Linked DNA regions of Anas platyrhynchos: all the other regions are linked to region 3. Evidence: chromatin contacts called from public Hi-C data. All regions are on one chromosome and are shown on one strand. The core of a region is the stretch at or near the end of the contact, and the rest is flanking DNA. Distances in the headings are between cores, read along the strand shown.

Region 1 (3,153 bases), core at 520-3,019, 160 kb before region 3:
CACATGCCTGGCCCTGGAAGGTGGAGGAGCTCTGCGTGTTGTGCTAGCAGAGGAACATGAGGATGAATGTGTTTGTAGCGGTTCTGCTTCGGTGGCTCTGGGGGAACCTGAAAGTGCAGTATGCAAGCAAACTTTTGGCTGGAAGGGAGATGGGAAGTCCTGCGAGCCCTTGGTGCCACGCTCAGGACCTCCCGCAGGGTGTAAAAAGAACCTTTTGAGCTAACTACATGTCCCTGGGTCTGTGTGTGTCTGTGCTGATAGCTGTGTGTTGACACTGGCTCTGGGCTTGTTCTGGAGCAATCGGGAGTCGGCGTGTCTGGTGTGAAGGGGCTGGGGAAGGAAAGGAGCTGGCAGGGAGAGCTGACCTGCTGCCAGGATGGCGTTACTCGGGGGTTGCTTCAGGGAATACCTCCCACTCCTCTTTCTGCTGCTGCAGCTGCCACCCCAACACTGAGGGCTGTGCTTTGGTCCCCTGAACGGAAAGAGTATCAGGGTAGAGGTTGTCTTATCTTGGAGCAAGGTGAGAGGTTTTCAGTGATCCTGGAAGCCCACGCAAGGGGCAGGGCGCTGTAGTGGGCACAGAACTGGGAGCAGCTCAAATCTGCCTGTTACAGAAGCTGTGATCTGGTAGGAGAGCAGAGCTCAGTGCCATAGGCAGATGTTTGAGATGAGGGATGTAGGTATCCCTGCAGTGGAGGAGGTGTGGGAACAGGAGGGCTCCCTGCCAGCTTGCCATGGCACCCTGGCCCTTCTCGTGATACCTGAGCAGGAGGGGGGCTGAGATGGGTCCTCGTGGCTGACCCAAGTGGTCCCTGCTGCCCTGAGCAGATCAAGAGCTCTCTGGCTCAGACTTTATGCCAACTGCCTGTCTGAGGGCACAAGGTGGCATTTCTGTTTCATTTAAGCATTGGCAACTTAATCATTGCTAGGCCGGACCTAGCACAGCCTTCGTTCAGGTTCTCAGGCAGGCGCTGTGTCGGGGTATCCTGTGCAGGTAGAGAGATACCGAAGCTGTTTGGGAGCGTGTGCTCTTCGAGACATCATTGCTCCTGTCTCTGAGAAGAGGTGGACAAACACGAGGTGTCTCACAGCCTGTCCCTAACTTTGGCTAATTACAAAGCACAAGTGGAGTCATCCCTCCCTGATAGGAAGACCTCCTCCGTTCCTATCAGCAGCTGGGTTATGTGGTGGGCTTTGGAAAACCGACCTAGCAGTGTTTTGGGTGTCAGGAGGGGGCTGCTGCTGGAGGCTTCTCTACTTGGTCACTGGGAAACATGCTGCTCCTGCAGCCTCCTCCATGGGCATTGCTGCTGCTGTGCACCACGTGTGCCTCATGTGAGAGCAGAGAAATCAAAGAAACACCAACAGAGAGGTCTAATTTCTCCAGAAAACCAGCTCCCTCTCCTTTGGGAACTTGATCTCTAAGGTATGTGGTGCCCACAGGACCCCTGTGCTGACACGAAGTGCCCGGCGTTACCTTGCTGGTGAGCCAGAGCTCCCCATCCCACTCCATTTGCAGGGAGCATCCCTCTACACTCCTCTTTCTCCTCTCTGTAGCAGAAGTAGCCGGAGCCAGGCACTATCCGTCTCCCCTGACTGTCAGCTCGGCAGCGAGGACGGCAGTATGACCGAAAAAGGTATTGTTAAGTAAAAGGGAGGCCGCGTCTGCAAGCCCGCATCTGAGCGGGGCGCTCATCCCATTATGTAACAGGGAGTGATCCTTTTTTGGAGCAGAAAGGAGAGGTGGGTGGAGAGGAGGCTTGCTGGGAGCCCAGGCAACCCTGGGGCCAAGGAGCGCTTCCAGCAGGCTCTGTGTGCCTCTCCCTGCCTGTAACCAAACCCTGCTCCGTGCCCCTCCTCTGGCCGGCTGCTGCTTCCCTTCCCTGGGCTGGGAATGGAGATCTCGCTCTCACCAGGAGGCTGCAACGGGAACCTGATGGCAGAGGGGGGTAGTTGGGGCTATTCTGGGCCCCGAGGGTGTTCGGGGAAAGAGCTAAAAAGCATTTGGAGAATCCGTGTGCTTTTTGGAGCCCGTGAGTCAAAGCGGCGTTAAAAATACATGGCAAGCATGCGAGCCACTCTGCGGCTGTGACCCCGCGCCCTGCCCTCGCTGTGTCCCTGGTGGCACGCTGGTCACTGGGTCAGGGTCCAGCAGGAGCCAGGTAGAGCCCATCCTGCCCTGCTGGGGCTCTCCGGGGTCTGCATCTCCTTCCAGCAGAGCCCAGGATTCTGGGGAGGATTTATATGTAGGTGCTTTTTCAGAGCGTGGTGCAGTGCAGGTCCAGGAGCAGAGCTGCTGGCTTCCCCTACCCGTGCATCACAAGAGAGCCACAGCAATGCAAACTGCCGAGCTGACAGAAGGGGACCCGTCACACCCCATAACCCCAGCGGTGGTGGCTGTGTATTTAGGGGAGCGCACATGCAGCAGGCAGCTTGGGGTGCTGTGTTCCACATTCAGATAAACACGAAGCACCCCTGCCTTCCCCAGGAGCTCAGCTGCTTGCCTTGCTGTTTGTTTTGAGTCACTGGTGCTCCTCCAGTCCTCTTCCTCAGCAAAGCAGCCTGCCAGGAGCTGGCAGGAACTGGCTACAAGAGCTGCTGTCCCCCAACAAGCAGTCTCCTCTTCTGAAATCACCATTCTTGAAGCAAGAATGGACTAGAGCCCTTGTGGGTGGCTGGGAATCCGTGTGGATTTGGAGAGATGATGCTCCAGCCCGTGAGACATAGCCAGAGACCCAGGGGCAGGCAGGAGGCAGGTTACAGATGGCCACCTGGCTTTTGTGGACACAGTTCCTTGCAAGTTCTAGCTGTTTCCCTATACATTGGCACCCAGGGGGCTGGATGGCTTTGCCAAATTCTAGTTTTCCTCATGGGGCTTCCTCTCCAGCTCTGGCTCTGCACTCACACAACGCTCAGGCTGCTGTCCCTGCCTGTGGTGCGTCGCCTCTGCTGGCACGAGGGGGAGCTGCCGGCTGTCTGCAGGGTGTGCAGGTAGGCAGCAGGGCAGAGCAGGGCTGTTCAGTGCTGCAGGGCCCCAGTGCTGGAGCCTGCAGGGCTGTGGGCTATTCCAGGATGCCTTTCCAGTGCAGTCTAGGATATTCAGTGCATTTTCAAAGTTGCATGTTCATTCACCGCATGCACTAGTGGTGGCAG
Region 2 (3,061 bases), core at 305-2,804, 130 kb before region 3:
AGAAATTCCTTGGGAAGGAGCAGGGACAAATCCCCCCCAGCCCTGCGCTGAATCGGTTAAAAGTGCCAGCTTCCAAACCGCAAGTGCTACAAGCCTTGCAGCCACTGTCAGCATTGCAAACACAGCATGTTTGCAGCAAGCATCCTCCTGAAGCAGCCTAAAACTGCCAGAGAAGCTGGCATTTTAGGTTAAACTGCCCGTAGGGTTGTCACTGGCAGGCCCCAGCACCGCAGCAGCAAGTGGCGGATGGCGACACCTCCCTTTGAACATCTCTTGAAAGCCCGCAGCCCTTCAGCTGGTTCTTCTGAAATAAATTTAGCAAAACCAGGTAGTTCCTGAGGTAATGTACCGGGGGTTCCTGCATACCCTGTGGCAGCAGTTCTGAGCTCCCAGATCCAGATTTGCCTGCCTGGAGGACAAACCCTTGCCTGCGCGCTGTCCTGGCGGGGACCCCAGCGGCTGTGGATGGATTTGGGGTGCGCAGGGAGCGGGCAAGCGGTGCCCAGGAGCAGTTTCTCCAAAATGCAGCTGGGATGCGTTGGGTGGGGAAGCAGGGAAGCTGCAGGGGCTGGTTTTGACTCAGACCTCTCCAAATCCTCGTCCCCATCCCTCCTCGCCTGCAGAAGCCGCCAGAGGGAGCTTTGGGGCCGTCCCTTCCATTTTCCCCCCAGCCAGGCAGAGGCACGAGGTGGTGCTGTTGTCTCAGCCATCTCAGAGCCTCCGAGGGACAGGGGACAGCCCCTGGGGACAGGGGGACACTGGTGAGCCCCGCCGTGCCACCACACCGCCCAGCGAGCTGGAGCCCTGCGCAGGACGGGGTCCGGCTCCCAGGTGATTTTTCTTCCCCCTAATTTGAACCCGGTTCCAGTCCTTCACCGTGAACCCAGGGCTCTGGGAGGCTTTTCCCAGGAAAACTGGACGAGATGTGTGCCTGCAAACACGGTGTCACATCCAGGTGTGCCCCATGTCCCAAGATAATGTCCTGCCCATAGGGCTGAGTGGTCTGTGTTCCTGAGGGTTATGGGGTTTATTAGAGGCAAAATATAGTCTCATGGTTTTCTGCAGAGACACCAGCCTCGTGGTGCAATGTCTTGGGGTGGGGAGATGGGGAAAAGAAAATAAAGGGGTGGGGGTGTCCCCATCCCGGGGGCAGCAGCTCAGCCAGGTGATGGGGACGCTCTGGCTCGCGCCCCTCAAGCAGAAGCTCCAGCCTGGGCTTGAAGGCGACTTTCCCATGAAGGATTCCCTAAACTGGTATGTTCCCACAAAGGGCTTTGATTTCAGTGTATCGGCATTTTCCGATGAGAAACCAGCTCATCGGAAAATTCCCGACGAGCAAAGAGAAACTCCCCGGCGTATCGGGGAAGGATCCTGTCCCATGCGGAAGAAATTTAATACCGGTGGCGTCTCGAGGCTGTGGGTAAAGCACGAAGCAGTGCAGCCAGCGCTGCTCATGGAAACCGTGAAGCCCTGCAATTGAGCAGTACCAGCTTTGCTCTCGGTAACCCACTGCCTGTTTTCCCAGCACTTTTGGTCCTTCTCCATCAGCAGGGTGTCGGTGCTCTCCGTGCAGGCAGAGGGTGCAGCGTGCAAGCGTTTCCAGACCAGTGGCAGCACAGAGAGACCTGCCGGGGAGCTGGAGGCAATGGAGAGCAAGCTGAAGCCTTGGTTCACCCTGCCTTGGAGAAGGGTCTTGAGCTAAGGGGGCACCTGAGATCATGTGAGAATCGGAGATAAGCACGTTAGCAGCTTCCAAATGGAGCTGGGTGGTGGCTGGTGGTCACACGTTCCCAGCTGGTCCCTTGCTTGGAGAAAATATTTGTGTGCGCTATGGAGACAGCTCTCCTGTTTGAGTTTGGCAGCCCTCTAGAACGATAGCATGGCAGGCTCTTGCCTCCACGAGGGCTCTTTGCGATGGACCATGGAGAGGGTGGGCCCTGAGCCACCCTTGGCAGGTGCCTGCCTCGGTGCTTCGGGGCTGGAGGAGCCTGAGCTGGGGCTCTGGCAGCATCAGCACCTTGCGGCAGCCCGAGAAGTGCCACCAGGGTTTGCTGAGACAGGGAATAAAGCAGGCCAGGATATCTAGCTAGGACAGCTAGCCCTGACATCTTAGGGCCTTCTGCTTTTAAAAGTAGACCAACATTTAGTTCCTATTGCTTCTCTTCTGTGATTAAGCTCAGGCATCCTCACAGAAGTACCCACTCGCTGCTCACTGCCTGCACCCATTGTTGAGGCTGCAGGGCGAGCGCTTCACCTCTCAGAGCCGGACCTCACACGCTCGGTATCCTCAGCGGGACAGAAGCAATCAAAAAAGAGACCTGAAACCATAATTAGGGTTATTTAATCCACCTCTCGTTGCCCAGGGGCTCCTCGTCCTACCCTGAGCTAAATTCTTTTGCCGTGCATCAACTCCAGGGGAATTGCACAAGAGCAGAGGACAAACTCCAGCCACGAGACTTCTCCAGGGCTTTGTCCAGCCTGGCTTCAAACGATTCCCCCGAGAGGGCTTTCAGCAGCCCTTGTGGGATACTGTACCAGCGCCTGCCCCATCCCTGATGGGAATTGTGCCTCCCTTCCCTGGCAGGCACTTCGTCTGGGCTCGAAGGCTTCCTTCGCCCCGCGCCTTCTCCTGGTGGTTGTCTCTGCGGCGGAGGTTAGCGAGTCCCTTTGTGAGGCCTGCACTTCTCAGATGTTATGTCTGGAAGTTTGCTCTGTTTTTTTGGCTAGGGGGCCCAGGGTCTGGAAGTAGAGAGGCTTTTATGGGAACCCAAGTCCCCTTTTGACACTACTTCCTTGTGCTTAAGTTTCAGGTTGAGTTACAGACTTGAGCATTTTCTGGTTGGATATCTTTCATTGTCAAAGGGGATTAGGCCAGTGATTATTTACAAGCACCTCTATTACACAGAGTCTGTTTCTTTTCTTTTTCTTTTTTTTTTTTTTTCCCATGTAGTTCTACATAATATGTAAACGTTGACTAAAGCAGTCCCGGAGATGGGGGAAAGAGCGAATGAGGTTCCTGCTATGCCAAGTGAAACGGGGAGATGGAGCTGGTCTGGTGCTC
Region 3 (3,368 bases), core at 122-2,621:
TGGAGGTAAGAATAGAAAGGCAGATGTAAATACATCCTCTGTAAAGGGTGCGCCTTCACCCTACACCCCGCTGCCCAGCTGTGGCTGGGACTCTGATTTCCCAGCTACAGGGAAGCAGGAATCCCAAGGTGCCAAATGCTGCTTCACCATTTCAAGTCTTTTTAGGATCAGGCTAAGGGGGTAAAAAGCCCACAATTTCAAAGAGCTGATCCTTGGGCTTGTATCCACTGCATGGTTAAGGCACAAACCCAGCTCTGAGTGTGTGCTACGCCCCATAGAAGGTTTAGGAAATCAGGACAGGGAGCAGGATGGGACCTGCCACCATCCCAGGATATCTCCGTGCTGTACCAAGCATGCTCCAAAAGCCAGGAATCTCATGAACTAATGGGGAAGGAGGGCTAAAGAGGAAAGAAGGAGTAATCTATAAGGAGCAGTTTCCCTTGCTCCATTACAGCCGGGTTGTTCCTGGTGCTAAGCAGGTTCCCAGCCAGGGACAGCGTGCTTCTGCCCATCTCCCGACGCTTGCCACCTCCGTACTCGTGGCAGTGGCCACCGGGTTTTGTGGGCTGAGACCTGTAGGATTTCCACTGACAGCAGGGAAATATGGATGGGGAGACAAAATGGATCCGAAAGGGGGACATCCAGGTGTTTAACGAAGTCACACTTCCCCCTGACCCCAAAATGCACAGCGGGAGCTGGCTGCATTATTTTATTCTTGTAGGTATTTCCCAGAAGTCTGATTTAGCCCCTGGAGCCCATTGCTTTATTCCAGCCTGAGCAAACCCCATGTGGCCCCAGCTGTTCAGGGCATGGAAAACCTCCTGCGTTTGTCACTGCCGCAGCTTTCCCTGGGGCCCAAAATCCTCTGTCCCTGGCAAAGTAAAAGATGCAGGAACCACGGAGCCAAACGCCCCGGGGCACCTCCTGCCTTGCAGGCGCTCCCCATAGCAAAGCCCTGGTGCTTTCCAGCCCTGTCCAGAGGAGCAATCGAAGGGACCCCCAGGAAAACCGGGGGGAGGACGTGGCCACCTCTGGCACCCCTCGGGGGCAATTTGCCCCGTGGCGGGGGAAGAAGCGGCTGCAAGAGCCCAGCGGGGACAGGACCCTGCACCCCCTGCTGCTGGGGCGAGCAGGATCAGGCCCCGGCTGCGGGCGGGCAGCGGCTGGGCCGAAGGGGTTAACGCTGGGAGAGTAACAGGCTGGAGTTGACACTTGGAGGCAGGCGGGGCTCCCGGCGCCTGATTGGCCTCAAACCCCATCCAAAAGTGCTTTTTTTTTTTTTTTTTTTTTTCTGCTTCTTCTTCTTTTTTTTTTTTTTTTTTTTTTTTTCTCTTTCACTTCTCCTCCTCCCCCAGCCTCTGGCTGGCAGGGGAGGGGAGCGGGGAACAGCGAGAGATCAAAAATAAACCTCTTATGTCAAAGCCGGGGGGAGAAAGTATAAATACAGCGGGCTCCGCAGCCGCCGCGGAGCAGCCGTCGCGGGGCCGGGCAGCGGGAGCCCGGCGGGGCCGGGCCATGGGGCGGCGGGCGCTGCTGGCCGGCCGGGCCCCGCTCCACCTGCTGCTGCTGTGCCACGCCTGGGCGCTGCCTCCGCCGCCCCGCGAGGCTCAGCCTCCGCCGGCCCGGGAGGCTCAGCCGGTGCTGCCCGCCCGCCTGCCCGCCCCGTCGGGGCAGCTGGCGCTGCGGCTGGCCGCCTTCGGGCGAGCCGTGGTGCTTCGCCTCCGGCCCGACGCCTCCTTCCTCGCCCCTCGCCTCCGCCTGCAGCGCCTGGGAGGAGGTCGGAGGCCGCCGGGCCGCGCCTCGCCCCGCCGGGGCTGCTTCTACTCGGGCACCGTCGAGGGGCGCCCCGATGCCCCCGCCGCGCTCAGCCGCTGCGGGCCGGCCGCCGGGCTCCGCGCCGCCTTCCTGCTCGACGGGGCGGCCTACGAGCTGCTGCCGCTCGGGACGCCCGCTCCCGGCCCTCCCTGGCGCCGCTTGCACCGCCTCCAGCGCCGCGCCGCCCCGACGGCCGCCCCGACGGCGGCCCGGCCCCGGCCCCCGGCAGCCGCCGGCCCCGCGGAGCCGCTCCGGAGGCCCCGGCGCTTCGTGTCCGAGGCGCGCTACGTGGAGACGCTGCTGGTGGCCGACGCCTCCATGGTGCGCTTCTACGGGGAGGACGTGGAGGTAAGGGCTGGAGCTGGCCCCCCGCCCCATCCCCGGCCCCATCCCGCTGTGACCCTTCCCTTCTCCATCCCCACCACCTCCCCTTCCCTCCTGTCCCCATCCCTCTGTCCCCCCCCCCAGCCCCTCATCGCTCCCCGGTGTCCCCACCCGTGCCATGTCCCGCTCCCACTCGCCCCCCTGTTGCTGCCAAGGCACGGAGGGGAGCCCAGCACGGCGGGGAGCCCGTGTGCCCCCCACCCGGTGCTGCACCCCGGGGTCCTCGGGGGGTCTGGAGCCAGCAAGGGGTGGCCCCCTCCCACCCCGGAGCCTGGTGGGGCAGGGACAGGCAGGGACTGCTGGCGGTGGGCTGGGGACCTGCGCTCCGTCCCCACCCTTGCTTGCTCTGTAGGAGCCAAAAGTCCCTGGGCAAAGGCTGCAGGGGAGTTCAGCTGGTGTTGGGGACCCTTTCCAGAGCCGGCACCCACCCCATGCATCTGCCCAGGCTGCACACTGCAGTGTCCCTCGTGCCCAGTGTCCCCACTTCTCTCTGTAGGGACAGAGCTGTGCTGCAACGGGCTGGGCAGCAAATGGCACGGTAACAGCCCCGCTCCCGAGCCACCTGTTAGCAGCCCAGCAGATGCACAGCGCTGCTTTTTCCCCACGCCACCGCTGCCAGAAGCATTCCCTGCCTGGACACGCTGCCCCCAGCCAGGAAACGCAGAGACCCCCGCAGCGGGACGGGGTGGGGACGTGGCCCCCTGGTGCCGGGGAGCTGGAGCCCAGGAAACGCCAGTGCAACTGCAGATGTGATAAGGACAGGGCTAATCCCTCGGGTCTGGTGTGCACTTCCCATCGCAGAGGGGCTCTCGGCAACACTGGTTGCTGATTTTTGGGGACCTCCTCCCAGTGCCTCAGTTTCCCCAGGTCTTGCGTGGGGGAAATTTTCCCAAGCGTTGTCCTGTGCTGCACCCCGCTTCCCTGCACGTGCTGCCCTGCTCCTGGCAGGGAAGGTTTGTTTGGGTCCCCGGGTCCAAATCTGGGCTGGCACAGTCTGAAATCCCCAGGGCTTTGCAAGAGACAGGCGTGCACCGAAAGTGCTCGTCCTGTGCTGTGGCTGGCAGGGTGCAGGGCTGGTGGAGGAGAGCTTGGTGTGGGTGCCTGAAACCTGCACTTTGGCAGCGTGGCTTTGCCACTTCTGCCCGCTTTGTCCTTTTTTCTGCTGGCTT

The links. Hi-C and Micro-C count contacts between places; a contact is called where the count stands out from the background.
Region 1: a Hi-C map of skeletal muscle shows a contact between it and region 3, with 5 times the contacts expected there. The contact joins the enhancer-like site here to the promoter of ADAMTS8 in region 3. A contact is called at or near these places in 2 of 8 Hi-C or Micro-C datasets (skeletal muscle and subcutaneous adipose tissue).
Region 2: a contact with region 3 is called in a Hi-C map of F5 follicle, with 3 times the contacts expected there. The contact joins the enhancer-like site here to the promoter of ADAMTS8 in region 3. A contact is called at or near these places in 7 of 8 Hi-C or Micro-C datasets (F1 follicle, F5 follicle, liver and 3 more).

Annotation. Positions count from the first base shown.
Region 1 is chr25:4,769,332-4,772,484 of IASCAAS_PekinDuck_T2T, reverse strand. The region is part of intron 8 of SNX19 (sorting nexin 19); the gene reads left to right. Among named protein-coding and RNA genes, the nearest start is that of SNX19, 11 kb to the left of the region's middle. Within about 2 kb of position 1,769, at least 1 of the 8 cell types and tissues checked has an H3K27ac peak or open chromatin away from gene starts, as enhancers often do. A contact at or near this core is called in subcutaneous adipose tissue, where this site is marked.
Region 2 is chr25:4,746,339-4,749,399 of IASCAAS_PekinDuck_T2T, reverse strand. No RefSeq gene overlaps it. Among named protein-coding and RNA genes, the nearest start is that of SNX19, 35 kb to the left of the region's middle. Within about 2 kb of position 1,554, at least 1 of the 8 cell types and tissues checked has an H3K27ac peak or open chromatin away from gene starts, as enhancers often do. A contact at or near this core is called in F5 follicle, where this site is marked.
Region 3 is chr25:4,612,618-4,615,985 of IASCAAS_PekinDuck_T2T, reverse strand. It overlaps ADAMTS8 (ADAM metallopeptidase with thrombospondin type 1 motif 8), which reads left to right and starts at 1,371. Exons shown (of 9, transcript XM_027444238.3): 1 at 1,371-2,163. The coding sequence starts at 1,414.